Regions from separate parts of the Mus musculus genome. Here regions 1, 3 and 4 are each linked to region 2. Evidence: chromatin contacts called from public HiChIP or PLAC-seq and Micro-C data. All regions are on one chromosome and are shown on one strand. The core of a region is the stretch at or near the end of the contact, and the rest is flanking DNA. Distances in the headings are between cores, read along the strand shown. Region 1 holds the start of 1700113A16Rik (RIKEN cDNA 1700113A16 gene). Region 2 holds the start of Bcan (brevican). Region 3 overlaps Gm3764 (predicted gene 3764). Region 4 overlaps Prcc (papillary renal cell carcinoma (translocation-associated)).

Evidence for each region. A called contact is a pair of places that touch in the nucleus more often than the background predicts. HiChIP or PLAC-seq counts read pairs in DNA pulled down with a chosen protein or histone mark.
Region 1: an H3K4me3 HiChIP or PLAC-seq map of embryonic stem cells shows a contact between it and region 2, with 22 read pairs. The contact joins the promoter of 1700113A16Rik here to the promoter of Bcan in region 2. A contact is called at or near these places in 10 of 39 promoter capture datasets (the HPC-7 cell line, cranial neural crest, embryonic stem cells and 5 more), 1 of 15 datasets of contacts at CTCF or cohesin (large pre-B cells), 8 of 484 Hi-C or Micro-C datasets (the G1E-ER4 cell line, bone marrow-derived macrophages, cerebellum and 3 more), 11 of 115 datasets of contacts at active chromatin or transcription factors (DN3 thymocytes, the SCID.adh cell line, embryonic stem cells and 4 more) and 4 of 9 other capture datasets (adipose tissue, embryonic stem cells, liver and 1 more).
Region 3: a contact with region 2 is called in an H3K27ac HiChIP or PLAC-seq map of stem cell-derived neural progenitor cells. The contact joins the enhancer-like site here to the promoter of Bcan in region 2. A contact is called at or near these places in 17 of 39 promoter capture datasets (the C10 cell line, the HPC-7 cell line, cranial neural crest and 9 more), 17 of 484 Hi-C or Micro-C datasets (the CH12 cell line, the G1E-ER4 cell line, bone marrow-derived macrophages and 9 more), 10 of 115 datasets of contacts at active chromatin or transcription factors (embryonic stem cells, extraembryonic endoderm stem cells, large pre-B cells and 3 more) and 5 of 9 other capture datasets (adipose tissue, embryonic stem cells, liver and 2 more).
Region 4: a Micro-C map of embryonic stem cells shows a contact between it and region 2, with 1.6 times the contacts expected there. The contact joins the enhancer-like site here to the promoter of Bcan in region 2. A contact is called at or near these places in 4 of 39 promoter capture datasets (the C10 cell line, liver and trophoblast stem cells), 1 of 484 Hi-C or Micro-C datasets (embryonic stem cells), 3 of 115 datasets of contacts at active chromatin or transcription factors (effector CD8 T cells and embryonic stem cells) and 4 of 9 other capture datasets (adipose tissue, embryonic stem cells, liver and 1 more).

What each region holds. Positions count from the first base shown.
Region 1 is chr3:88,176,334-88,179,039 of GRCm38.p6, reverse strand. It overlaps 1700113A16Rik (RIKEN cDNA 1700113A16 gene), which reads left to right and starts at 1,255. Exons shown (of 3, transcript NR_045997.1): 1 at 1,255-1,453.
Region 2 is chr3:87,998,976-88,001,679 of GRCm38.p6, reverse strand. Bcan (brevican) reads left to right here and starts at 1,324. Exons shown (of 14, transcript NM_007529.2): 1 at 1,324-1,577.
Region 3 is chr3:88,220,878-88,223,607 of GRCm38.p6, reverse strand. It overlaps Gm3764 (predicted gene 3764), which reads right to left. Exons shown (of 10, transcript NR_168089.1): 3 at 2,558-2,652; 4 at 554-638. Among named protein-coding and RNA genes, the nearest start is that of Gm25641, 6.6 kb to the right of the region's middle. Within about 2 kb of position 1,302, at least 62 of the 459 cell types and tissues checked have an H3K27ac peak or open chromatin away from gene starts, as enhancers often do. A contact at or near this core is called in hippocampal neurons, neural progenitor cells, neural stem cells and 1 more, where this site is marked.
Region 4 is chr3:87,862,548-87,865,589 of GRCm38.p6, reverse strand. The region is part of intron 4 of Prcc (papillary renal cell carcinoma (translocation-associated)); the gene reads left to right. Among named protein-coding and RNA genes, the nearest start is that of Sh2d2a, 17 kb to the right of the region's middle. Within about 2 kb of position 1,454, at least 13 of the 459 cell types and tissues checked have an H3K27ac peak or open chromatin away from gene starts, as enhancers often do. A contact at or near this core is called in embryonic stem cells and trophoblast stem cells, where this site is marked.

The sequences.
Region 1 (2,706 bases), core at 6-2,505, 180 kb before region 2:
TGAAACCTCTCTAAATAAATATTCTTACTACTGTAGCAAGGTGTCTGCACAGATTCAGGCCAATAGCTCTCAGGCTATTCGCACTATAATCTTACCGCCAGAAGACAGGAAAATAGAGCAAGGCGTGTCCAACCTGTGGCCCATTAAAGTGGACGGCATCTGTGACTACTTCTCCAAACAAAATCATTTGTGGCTCTTTTTTTTTTTTTTTTTTTTTTTTAGACCAGAGTCTCTTATATTTCGGGATAGCCTTGAACTTCTAATCCTATATGCACACACCAGGTCGAACTCCAGCAGAACTCCGGGCTCGGAGCTACATCCCCAGCCCCGCGATTTTTTTCTTTTTTAAATATTTATTTGTTTGTTTATTTATTTATTATATGTAACTACACCATTCATTTATTTATTTATTTATTTATTTATTTATTATATGTAACTACACTGCAGCTGTCTTCAGACACCCTGGACTGGCATCAGATCTCATTACAGATGGTTGTGAGCCACCATGTGGTTGCTGGGATTTGAACTCAGGACCTTCGGAAGAGCAATCAGTGCTCTTAACCACTGAGCCATCTCTCCAGCCCCCTTTTTTAAATAATTCAATCACGCAGTTTTTCGGCGTGGACTTTGTGGTTAACAGTTTTGACAATGACAAATCGTTGCATTCGCCTGTCGGATTCTCCTTCTGGAACGCCCAGGCAATGCCAGATCTTACGCAGTGCTGTCAATCTCAGTAAAATTGCCAAGGCTGAGGGTGCTAATTCTCAATTTGTGCAGGAAGTTGACGATGGGGGTTTTACGCATGCGCACCTCCTCAGAGCCCCAGAGAAACTGCCCAAAACTAGAGCTTCACGTAGTTTCACCCTTGCTGAACCTTCTGAGTACTACGCACGCATCTTGTGCAGGCAGCGGTTGGCCGGTGCTTCCATCACTCACCCGAAGGGCCAATGGAGTGAGCCTAGTTACCTACTTCCCCCTGAGTAGCAGGCGGCGCCGGGCGTGGCTTGAAGGCCTTTGTTCCACGCGCGGCGGAACTTTACGAGAGGCTCCGGAGCGTGCTCTGCCACCTGCTAAGCCCCGGAGACGCAGTCAAGGGTCTCAGCGACACCTTGGGGGAGTGGGGCAGAACGTACGGAAATGGATGTTAGGCGACTCTACAGCCTACCTTCTATACCCGCCCCCTTTCGCCTTAGAGTGGAGGGTTACTTTGAAACCCGGAAGCAATTCATCTCCGGAACACACCGCGGGTCACGTGGGGGCGGTGCGTAACGGGCGCGTGATCCGGCGTCCTGCGGGTCTTCCCCTCCCCAGGGGCACCCAGCATGCTTTGGGCACGTGGCAGCTCATGTCCTAAATAGGAGTAGTCCTGGGCCGCTATCCTGTGAGGGTGGAGACGCTCCCCGAGACTGGACAGACACCGAGAGGTGGAGCTGAGCCAATACGAGGCTAAGGGGTAAATCTGACTCACCCGAGAGGCCGGAACTGACCTGCTGCAAACTACCAAGGAACTTCGCTAGGCTGGGTGGCTAGAACGGGGGGGGGGGGGGGGGACCTGTAAACTATGCTAAGGCTACCTCTTCTATTTGAGACCCAAGTCTGAAACAGGACAGGAAAGTGGATTTGCTCTTCGTCCAGGTAGTGAGTGATTTCAGGCTGCAAACATTCAGGTCCAGAGCCTGAGATGAGATCGCCTGGGTCCCTTCCACATCTGCTGATCCTTGAACAAGTTCCCACACAATCACAAGGCTGGAAAAGATAGCCCATGGGACTAAAGGATGAGTCAGACCAAAATAACCACTGGCCTCGTGGCATGAACAGTTAGACAGCACTGATTGCTCCTAAGAACCACTGACCTTGATAGCTGAGTCCAAGAGACCCACACCCTAGTTCTATTTTATATGGCAATACTCGAGGAACTCGTCCTTCAGCTAAAAAAGAGATCAGCTTCAAAAAGTTGCAACTTGGGAGTATTTTTTATTAAAAAAAAATGTGTATGTACACATGTGTCCTGAGGAGACCAGAGGGGTGTTGTATAAGAATGTTTGCTGGGGGAGTCAGTGGTTAAGAGCATTGACTGCTCCTCCAGAGGACCTGTGTTCCATTCTCAGCACCCACATGGCAGCTCACAACTGTCCTTACATAGACAGACATGCAAGCAAAACATCAATGCACATAAACAACAAAAAATGTTTGCTGACCTGAATTGGTTCTAGCACCCATGCCAACATCTCACAACTGCCTGTAACATTAGCTCCAATAAACTTGATGCCCTGCTCCAGCCTCCAGGGACACTCATGCACACACACACAAGAAAATAAAATCCACACCATTGCATACACTAGCAAGATTTTATTGAAAGGACCCAGATGTAGCTGTCTCTTGTGAGACTATGCCGGGGCCTAGCAAACACAGAAGTGGATGCTCACAGTCAGCTAATGGATGGATCACAGGGCTCCCAATGGAGGAGCTAGAGAAAGTACCCAAGGAGCTAAAGGGATCTGCAACCCTATAGGTGGAACAACATTATGAACTAACCAGTACCCCGGAGCTCTTGACTCTAGCTGCATATGTATCAAAAGATGGCCTAGTCGGCCATCACTGGAGAGGCCCATTGGACACGCAAACTTTATATGCCCCAGTACAGGGGAGCGCCAGGGCCAAAAAGGGGGAGTGGGTGGGTAGGGGAGTGGGGGTGGGTGGGTATGG
Region 2 (2,704 bases), core at 75-2,574:
GGGCTGAACTGCAGCCCCTTGGTTTCTTTCCTAGCTCCACCTGGGAGACCTGCAGGGCATGGAGCCCATGTGTTGGTGAGCCATGCAGGTGCAACCCAGAGCTGGCACCCAGCACCTCAGAGTCCTTCCCAACTGGTGACTCCCCCAGTCTTAGGGCCCCAGACAGGGCCTGGTACATAGATGACTTGTGGGTCAAGCTTAAGGAATGAATAAATGAAGGCCTCCTGTGCAGCTTCTTCAGGGGCCCCTTTCTCCTTTCTGCTGGCACCACTGCCTGGTAGTTTTCTCCCTGCGTGACTCTGCCCTGGGTTTCAAGGTCCTTCTGTCCTGTCCTTACAGTGGGCGGCATTAGCTGGAGTCCTCTCTTTAAACTTGTAAGGCTTTGGAGAGGAGTTTGTTTTTTTCCAGAGGTTCTGAAGGCGTTTTTTTTTTTTTTTGTTTTGTTTTGTTTTTTGGTTTTGTTTTGTTTTGTTTTTTTGGAACTCCATCCAAGGCAGGGGGTGGGGCGTGATTAGGAAACTGTTCCCTGAGTTGGGGGTGAAGGTGTCTGCAGACAGTCGGCATTTGGGGATCTAGAAATGGTAAGGTCACAGCCCCCACACCGGCCTTGAGGACAAGGATCTGGCTGAGTGGCCTACAGCTGGTGCCAAGGCTTTGCCTGGAGTCGCAAGCAAGAGGAGGAAAGTGGGAAGCCTGGGAAAGCAGGGAGAAGCAGCGGGTGAAGTGGGGGTGGGGGACAGCTGGCAGTCCTCGAGGCCCACCCCCAGGCTCCTGGCTGCACACTGGGCAGCCCAGCCGAGGCTAGCAGGCTCTCCTGCACACATTGATCTGCAACCTGTGACGCCTGCTCCATCACTCACTGTACCACTTGATACCGCGCGCCTAGACTCTCTTGACTTGGGTTGCCTAACCCGTAGTTCTGCGAGTCGACCTCCACCTGGTCAACCACTGCAAAGTCAGCTCCTCCGCCGGGGAGGGAGAGGAGCACCGGGGGAGCACAGCCCGATCAAAGCTTCCTCAAGAGGGATGGCTGTGGTCATCTGCCTTTTCTCTGGCCTGAGAAAAGGACTTCCCCTTTTCACCCAGCAGTGCCCTCTTTCCCGGGGCAAAGCTCCTGTCGTCCCTCCATCCTCTGCGCGACTAAGTTTGAGCCGGTCTTCCTCCCTTTAACCAATGAGAAGTCCCTCCCGTGTTCTAACTCTCCATCCTGCGTCGCCACAGCGCCCTCCATCGCTCCCTCCCCGCCCCTTCTGCCCTCCCCGCTGCAAGTCTTGGGCTCCCGTCCGCGGAACCTTGTCCTACTTCGCTTGTCCTCCCTCTGCCCGCTGTCGCCCGGAACCCGCACAGAGAAGGCAGCGGGTCCCGTGACCGCGCAGAGCCCCCCACGGGGGCGGCAAGGGCCGGGGACGGCGGGGAAGGCGGGGCGCGTGGGAAGAAAGGGGGTTTTGTGAGGCTCCCGGCGAGCTGGCGCCCCTGTCTGGGTCCCGCGCGCCCGGCCCTGCTCGCGCCCGCGCATTGCGCCGCAGTCTCGGCTGCGGCTGCGGGACGTGCGGTGTGCGCGGAGGGGACCTCGCAAGGTGAGTGCGGAGGCCTGGCCCTATCGGTCGCTTGCTTGCTTGCTGTGTGACCTTGGGTAAGTTTCTTGACCTCTCTGAGCCAAAGGATCCGGGCGAGGGCGAGAGCGGGCCGCGATACTGGCTGCTGTGGGCGACCGAGACAGTGACCCACCGTAGCTTCCTGGGGTCCCCAGGCACTCGGGGGTGCGGTCGGCAGCGGCGCCTCTCTGAAGGTGGGCGCGCAGCGCTCTGTGCCGGCTTCGGCACCCTGAGCCACGCGTCTGCTCGCTCACTGTCCTCGCCGCGCAGCCTTCAGGAGCCAGGGGACGTCTGGGCTGCGGAGCGACTAAGGATGCCCGGGCTGGAGACGACAGGGGACTGCTGAGCTCCGGTCCTTGTGGTGGCTTTCCTCCGGGAAGTGTCACAGTAGCCACTCTTGGCCACTTGGATCAAAAATTCATGTCTCAGGGCAGTCGGATCCTCTGGCCTCAGGCTTCCTTCCTCATCCCGTGCTGCCCCAACACGGGTAAAAGAGGTAGCCACAGGGCCGGGCGGGCGTGTGAGTAGCTCCTGCTCCCAGCCTCCCCTCCTCAGAACGCTCCAGCACCTGGCTTACTTGCCAGCGGTAACCCGAGTGACTGCTCGCCCGGCCCGCTGCACAGCACAGGCCAGAGCGCTGCTTAGCAGGGGAGTCTGTCCTGGGAGGATCTAGGAGGACCGCTTAGGCTCAGGCTAGCGACTATGAAGGCAGACCGAGTGGGAGATGGAGCCAGTGAGAATAGGTATGGTCGGTAGGAAATCTTGCCTGACGTTGTAACTGACCCCCGGCTGCATCATTAGCCATGTAGTCCTGGGTCCCCGAATACTCCCAAGTCTGACTCTTTACAGAGTGTGTTCATTATCTGTGCAGCTTTCCTTCCTGAGGGCACAGTGACCTGGCTCCCGGTTTGGCTCAGAGTTAGCTCTAACCCTCTCTGGTCATCCACCTCACTTTCCCCGTGAGCCTGTATGCGCAATGAGATCTCAGAAAGAGAAACTGTTTCCAGAGCTGAGGGCCAGGGCGGGGGGGGGGGGGGGACGACTGGCCTCTCCCTGTACCCTTCTCCAGTACACTCCAAGTTGTAGGCTTTCACAAAAGATGGGTGGGG
Region 3 (2,730 bases), core at 53-2,552, 220 kb before region 2:
CACCACTGCTTTGCTCACTCTAGTTATAAATAGATCAATGTTAAGAAAACAAGGGAGCTGGGTGGTGGTGGTGGTGGTGGTGGTGGTTCACACCTTTAGTCCCAGCACTCGTGGGGAGGTGGAGGGGGCCAGGGGGCAGAGGCAGGTGGATCTTTGAGCTCAAGGCCTGGTCTATAGAGTGAGTGTCTACCTTTAGCAGAGGTTGAAGTTACAAAAGTGACTAAGAGGGGATTTCAGAAGTGCTGTCACTTCTGTGTGAAGCTGGCTGATCCAGAGAACTGAGTGGATGAAACCAAGAACAAGTTGTTTAGGATATAACACAAGAAGCCAGGTCAGTGCAGAGGTTGGGGAGATCAAATAAGCATGAAATTATGCACAGAGGGCAAAGAAGGATAGCCCAGTCGAGAGCTGTGAATGGCCTTAGAGAAGGCACAGTTTCATAAGCGTTATGAAGATAGTAATGGTCGGCTGGGCCAGAGAATATACTGCTAGAATACATGGTTTTCCACAGTCCTGAGACCTCCAGCTGGCAGATGATCCCGCCTGACCATACCTTACTCTGTCTGTCTCCTGCTGGTCTTTCCAACTTGATTCTTCCGCACCTTCGACATCACCCATAGCCTTGAGTCCTCTGGGATCTGTACACAGGGATGAGGCTTCTACTACCCTGCTTAGATGCTGAACCCTAGAACTCTTCTGGGAGACCCCCCCCCATCCGCCTCCCTTTCTAATCCCACTGATAGTGATATTCAGGTCTGTTCTTGGTCAGCTGGGAAACCCTTCCTTCTGTTGTCATTCTCCTTCGTGCCCACCACCCTGCCTGGCACTCAGCCCACATCTCTCAGAAGCGGCCATTTTATAAACACTAGCTACCTAAGATGGCGGCTTCCCTCTTCCCTTCCTATGTTTCCATTCTCACAGCCTCACATCCTACCCAGCTTTCTTTCTGAAGCCTGATTCCAACAAGGTGGGGGGCCCCCTGACTGAAGAGCCAAGGCCGGAGGAAGCAAGACAAAAAAAAGGACAGAAAAGGCAGACCCTTGGCACCTCTCTTTGGCATTTCAGTCCAACTCGGGGAGAGAGGGCGGAGGGAAGAAAGAAAGTAGTATGAGTTTTATTTCCATCCTCTTCCTGCCTCCCCCCCAGCTCTCCCCCCACACTTTGATGAAAACAAAATCTCTCCCTTTTTCTCTTCTCCACCCCCCCACCTCTTTTTTTTCCTGGCTTCTACCATGAGCCTCCTGCAATGCAAATGAACTGTATTATGCAAATATATGCAAATAAGGCTTAACGAGCGGAAGGAGGGGGCAGAATGCCTAATGAGTAATGGCGAGGGTACAGATGGAGGGTGTCAGGAATGGCTCCCTCCTCCTTGCAGTTCCCACAGCCTGGAGGTTTGCTAAAGGTAGCAGGTGTCTATTTCTGGGAAAAAGCAGAAGGCCGGGGTCCCAACATAGCCCACTGCTTCAGTTGGGGAGTCCTAGGATGGCGTTGGCTGTAGTGAAGGACGTGAGTGCTTGAGGAGAGAGGGGTTAACTAGAAGGGATGGATGCCCCCTCTACATGCCTGAATACTGAACGTACCAGTCTCACTGCCCTATGGGTCTTTGGCGCCGGGTACTGAGGATGGTGCAGACACAAGAATGGCATGGCTGTGCATTAGAGAGGAGGATTCTCAAGGGAAGATTCCCAGGCAGACCCAGGTTTCTCCTAGAGGTGGGGGTGAGAGCTATCTTTTTGTGTGCTTTGGGGTTGGGGGTTGGGGTGGTTGCTATGGCAACATAGCGTAGAACACCCACCTCCCCAACATTCAGCCCCAGAGGACTTAGGGGCTGGGAGTGGATAATGGATTGACACCCCTGATGCCCCTGCCACCTGGCACTGCCAGCCGGAGATGGCAGTGTCAAATGTGAGAGAGTGGTCCCTTTGTCTCTAGACTCATGGTGTAGGGGGAGCAAGCGTGGGCACACAGAAGGGCCTTTCCCAGGCCCCAGTCCAGTCTGCATGCCTCCTGCTGGCCTCCAGAGACTCCTGGGGCCATCCACTGGCCTCTATACCCTGGCAGATGGTGGCTCCCTTGCCTTTTTGCTAGGTAAGCCTTCCCCATGCCTTCTTCAGGACTTTCCCTTCAAAGCCTTCTCAGACGGTGAGAGCAGTCAGTTCCACCTTTCCCTGGTTCTTAGGGATACTTCACATTCCCAGACATGTATCCTGCCCTTTTGTGTGTAACATCTCATGTAAATCTCCTGCCAGAATTGGGCAAGGAGGTTCATAAAGGGGAATCAGTGCAGAAAAGGCTAGGCTGGATTCAGGAGTTCACTCACCAGCTTTGTCCCTTTCTGGGTTATATATGATGCCAAAGGCTTGTTTCAGCTTCAGTTGATCTGAACATTCTATGTCTCACATGACTTATATAGGATCCTTCCTACCACTGCTCCCGTCCGAGCCCAGTAATCCTGGGGCAGCCATGCCTCATCAGATCTGGAATGTAGTGCAGGATGTCTGCCTGGAATAGACAAAACCACCATTTTCCTACAGGGGTCAGCAGGCTCACTCACCGCTGGGAGCTGTCCGTGGTGCTGGATACCATGTTCCTCATGTCCTCAGAGAGTGGGCGGGAGGGTGGAGCACCCACCCGCCCCCAGGGGAGAAGCTGGAGGGAAGAGAAGCAGAAACATTTGGATACAGTAAGGAAAGGGAAAAGAGGATTTTGAAGGAAGTCTCCTGCTCC
Region 4 (3,042 bases), core at 205-2,704, 140 kb after region 2:
TAATAGCAGTTAAATTTTTCCTTATGAAAGAAAGTTTGGGGCAGGCCAGGGCTGGTATCACAGCTCCACAAAATGGTTTCTGCTGAGTTGTGCTGCTATCTCTATGCTGTTGTCTTGGTTCTCATGGCAGCTGGAATGTTTGCCATCCCATCTGTGTGGGAGCTCCGCAGGATGGAGAACACAGGAGAGACATTTCCAGTCTCCTTTGAGGACTTCTCAAACTCCCTAGGGTACTTGCCCTTATGACTAGGCAAGAGTCTGCTCTCATGGCTAGATCTGTTTTTAGTGAGGCTCATAACATAGTTTTTTAGTTGAGTGATCATTTGGCTGAATTACTGGTTGATTTACACTGAAGAAAGGGAGAATGTGTTTTGAGAGATACCTAGCCATTGTGATCAGGACCTCTGGGTTTAACTTGACTGACAGGCACATTGAAGGATGTTCTGTGGCCTTCCACCCAAGGTCAAGATACAACTAACTGTCTCATCTGCAGGAAAGTTGCAGCTTAGTTCTTAGGAAAAATAATTTTCTGTTTACTTTCCCCAGAAAGGTGTCTGTCTGTTCGTCTTTTGCTAATCTTTGTTCTGATCGGTAGCTTGTGCTTACTCCTTTGAGTATTACCTTAAGGCAAGTGCAGTGCCATGGCTTCTCAGCTCAAGCAGCAGCTAAAAATTCCCTGAGTAACCATGGTAGTTCCTTGTACAGGCCCCACCAGCGCCTGGGTCTCACTGAAGCCGATCAGTGCTCCAGGTGGTCTGGGTTTCTTCCTCCTTCTTTCCTTCTGTTTCCTCTCCTTCCCTACCCAGGGGCTCTGGCCTCAAAAGACATGGCAGTTCTCTTGCCTTGCCCTCCTCACTGTAGGGATTACAGGTATGTACCTACCATGCCCAGATGGTGGCTGTCCTGTCCTGTCTTTCCTTTTCCTTTTCATCTTTGTTAACTCCCCCACCCCCTTTCTTCTTCCAGAGATCAAAAAAACAGGAGTTTTATAGAGAATTCTTTGGCCTTTTTTTTTTCTTTTTTCTTTTTTTCTTTTCTTTCTTTTTTTTTTTTTTTTTTTTTTTTTTTTTTTGGAGACAGGGTTCCTCTGTGTAGCCCTGGCTGTCCTGGAACTCACTCTGTAGACCAGGCTGGCCTCGGAACTCAGAAATCTGCCTGCCTCTGCCTCCCAAGTGCTGGGATTAAAGGCGTGTGCCACCACGCCCAGCATTCTTTGGCCTTTTGAGGCTCCCTTACTATCCACCCTATTTTCTCTTTCTTCATGGATTCTTTGGGGTGGAATTTGATGGTGGCATACCAATCCAATGAGAAAGAAAAGGTGGAAAGAGAACTGTTGGGTAGTCTGTTTTTGTCTGTCTTTGAGGGTGACCTTGAACTCGTGTGTAGCCAAGGATCACCTTGATTCTCCCATTTCTGCCTCTAGAATGCTGAGATTACACATGTGTGCCATACAGGGCTGGGGAGATGAACCAGGGCTTAGTACACACTTAACGTAAGTACATTAGTGAATCACATCCTCCTGAAAGAATTTTTAGAGGAGAAATCTTACAGTCCCCCCCCCCCCTTTATTTTTTGAGACAGGGTCTTGCTAGGATTCTTTATGCTTCATTGGGCTTAGGAGGTGGGTACAAGGTTCCTGTGGCTAAGCCTCGTGGTTTGAGTTTTACTCACATTGTGAAAAAAGGGAAGCAATTCCCACAAGCTGTTCTCTGATTTCTACCCGTGTGCCTTGATCTGAGTGTGTGTTGGCTTTGTCTCTGTCTCTCTCAGTCTCTCTCTCACACACAAATAAAATGCAATAAAAAAGAAGTGACACAAAGTGACAACAAAATCAAACAGAAAACAAACAAACTTCTGAACTTAAAGGCTTCTTCTGTCTCTGCCTCCCATGTAGCTGGGGCTACAGGTCAGACTCAGTTCCTTTAAAAAAAAGGCCACACCCACCTACCTTTGATTTTATTTATTTTTGTTTTATGTGTTTGGGCGGTTTGCCTGTGTGTCTGTGTACCATATGCATGCAAGTGTACATGGAGACCAGAAGAGGGCTTCAGTTACCTGGAACTGGAGTTAGATAGTTGTAAGCCATCATTTGGGTGCTGGGACTGGACCCTGCAGCCCGTGCTTTTTAGCTGCTGAGCCATTTCTCCAGCCCCTTACTCTCAATAAGTTTGTTTTGTTTTGTTTTGAAGACAGAGTGTCTCTGTGTATAGCCCTGGCTGTCCTAGAACTTGATTTGTAGACCAGGCTGGCCTCAAACTCACAGAGATCCATCTGCTTCTGTTGGTTAAAGGTGTTCATCACCATCCCCTGGCCTACCCTCATTTCTTTATTCTTTTTTTTTTTTCCCCTGAGACAGGGTTTCTCTGTGTATCCCTAGCTGTCCTGGAACTCGCTCTGTAGAGCAGGCTAGCCTTGAACTCAGAAATCCTCCTGCCTCTGCTTCCCAAGTGCTGGGATTAAAGGCGTGCAGCACCACCACTGCCCACCCTTTTCTCTCTCTCTCTCTCTCTCTCTCTCTCTCTCTCTCTCTCTCTCTCCTTCCTTCCTTCCTTCCTTCCTTCCTTCCTTCCTTCCTTCCTCCCTCCCTCCCTCCCTCCCTCCCTCTCTCTCTCTCTCTCTCTCTCTCCTTCCTTCCTTCCTCCCTTCCTCCCTCCCTCCCTCCCTCCCTCCCTCCCTCCCTCCCTCCCTCCCTCCCTCCCTCCCTCCCTCTTTCTTCCTTCCTTCCTTCCTTTCTTTCTTTCTTTCTTTCTTTCTTTCTTTCTTTCTTTCTTTCTTTCTTTCTTTCAATTTATTTATTATATGGAAGTATGCTGTCACTGTCTTCAGACACACCAGAAGAGGGCATCAGATCTCATTATGAATGGTTGTGACCCACCATGTGGTTTCTGGAATTTTAATTCAGGACCTCCAGAAGAGCAGTCAGTGCTCTTAACCGCTGAGCCATCTCTCCAGCCCCCTACCCTCATTTTGAAAGTTGTAATCCTAGTCCTTGGGAGACTGAGGCAGGAGGATTTTGAGTTTGAGGCTTCATGGTTATGTCCA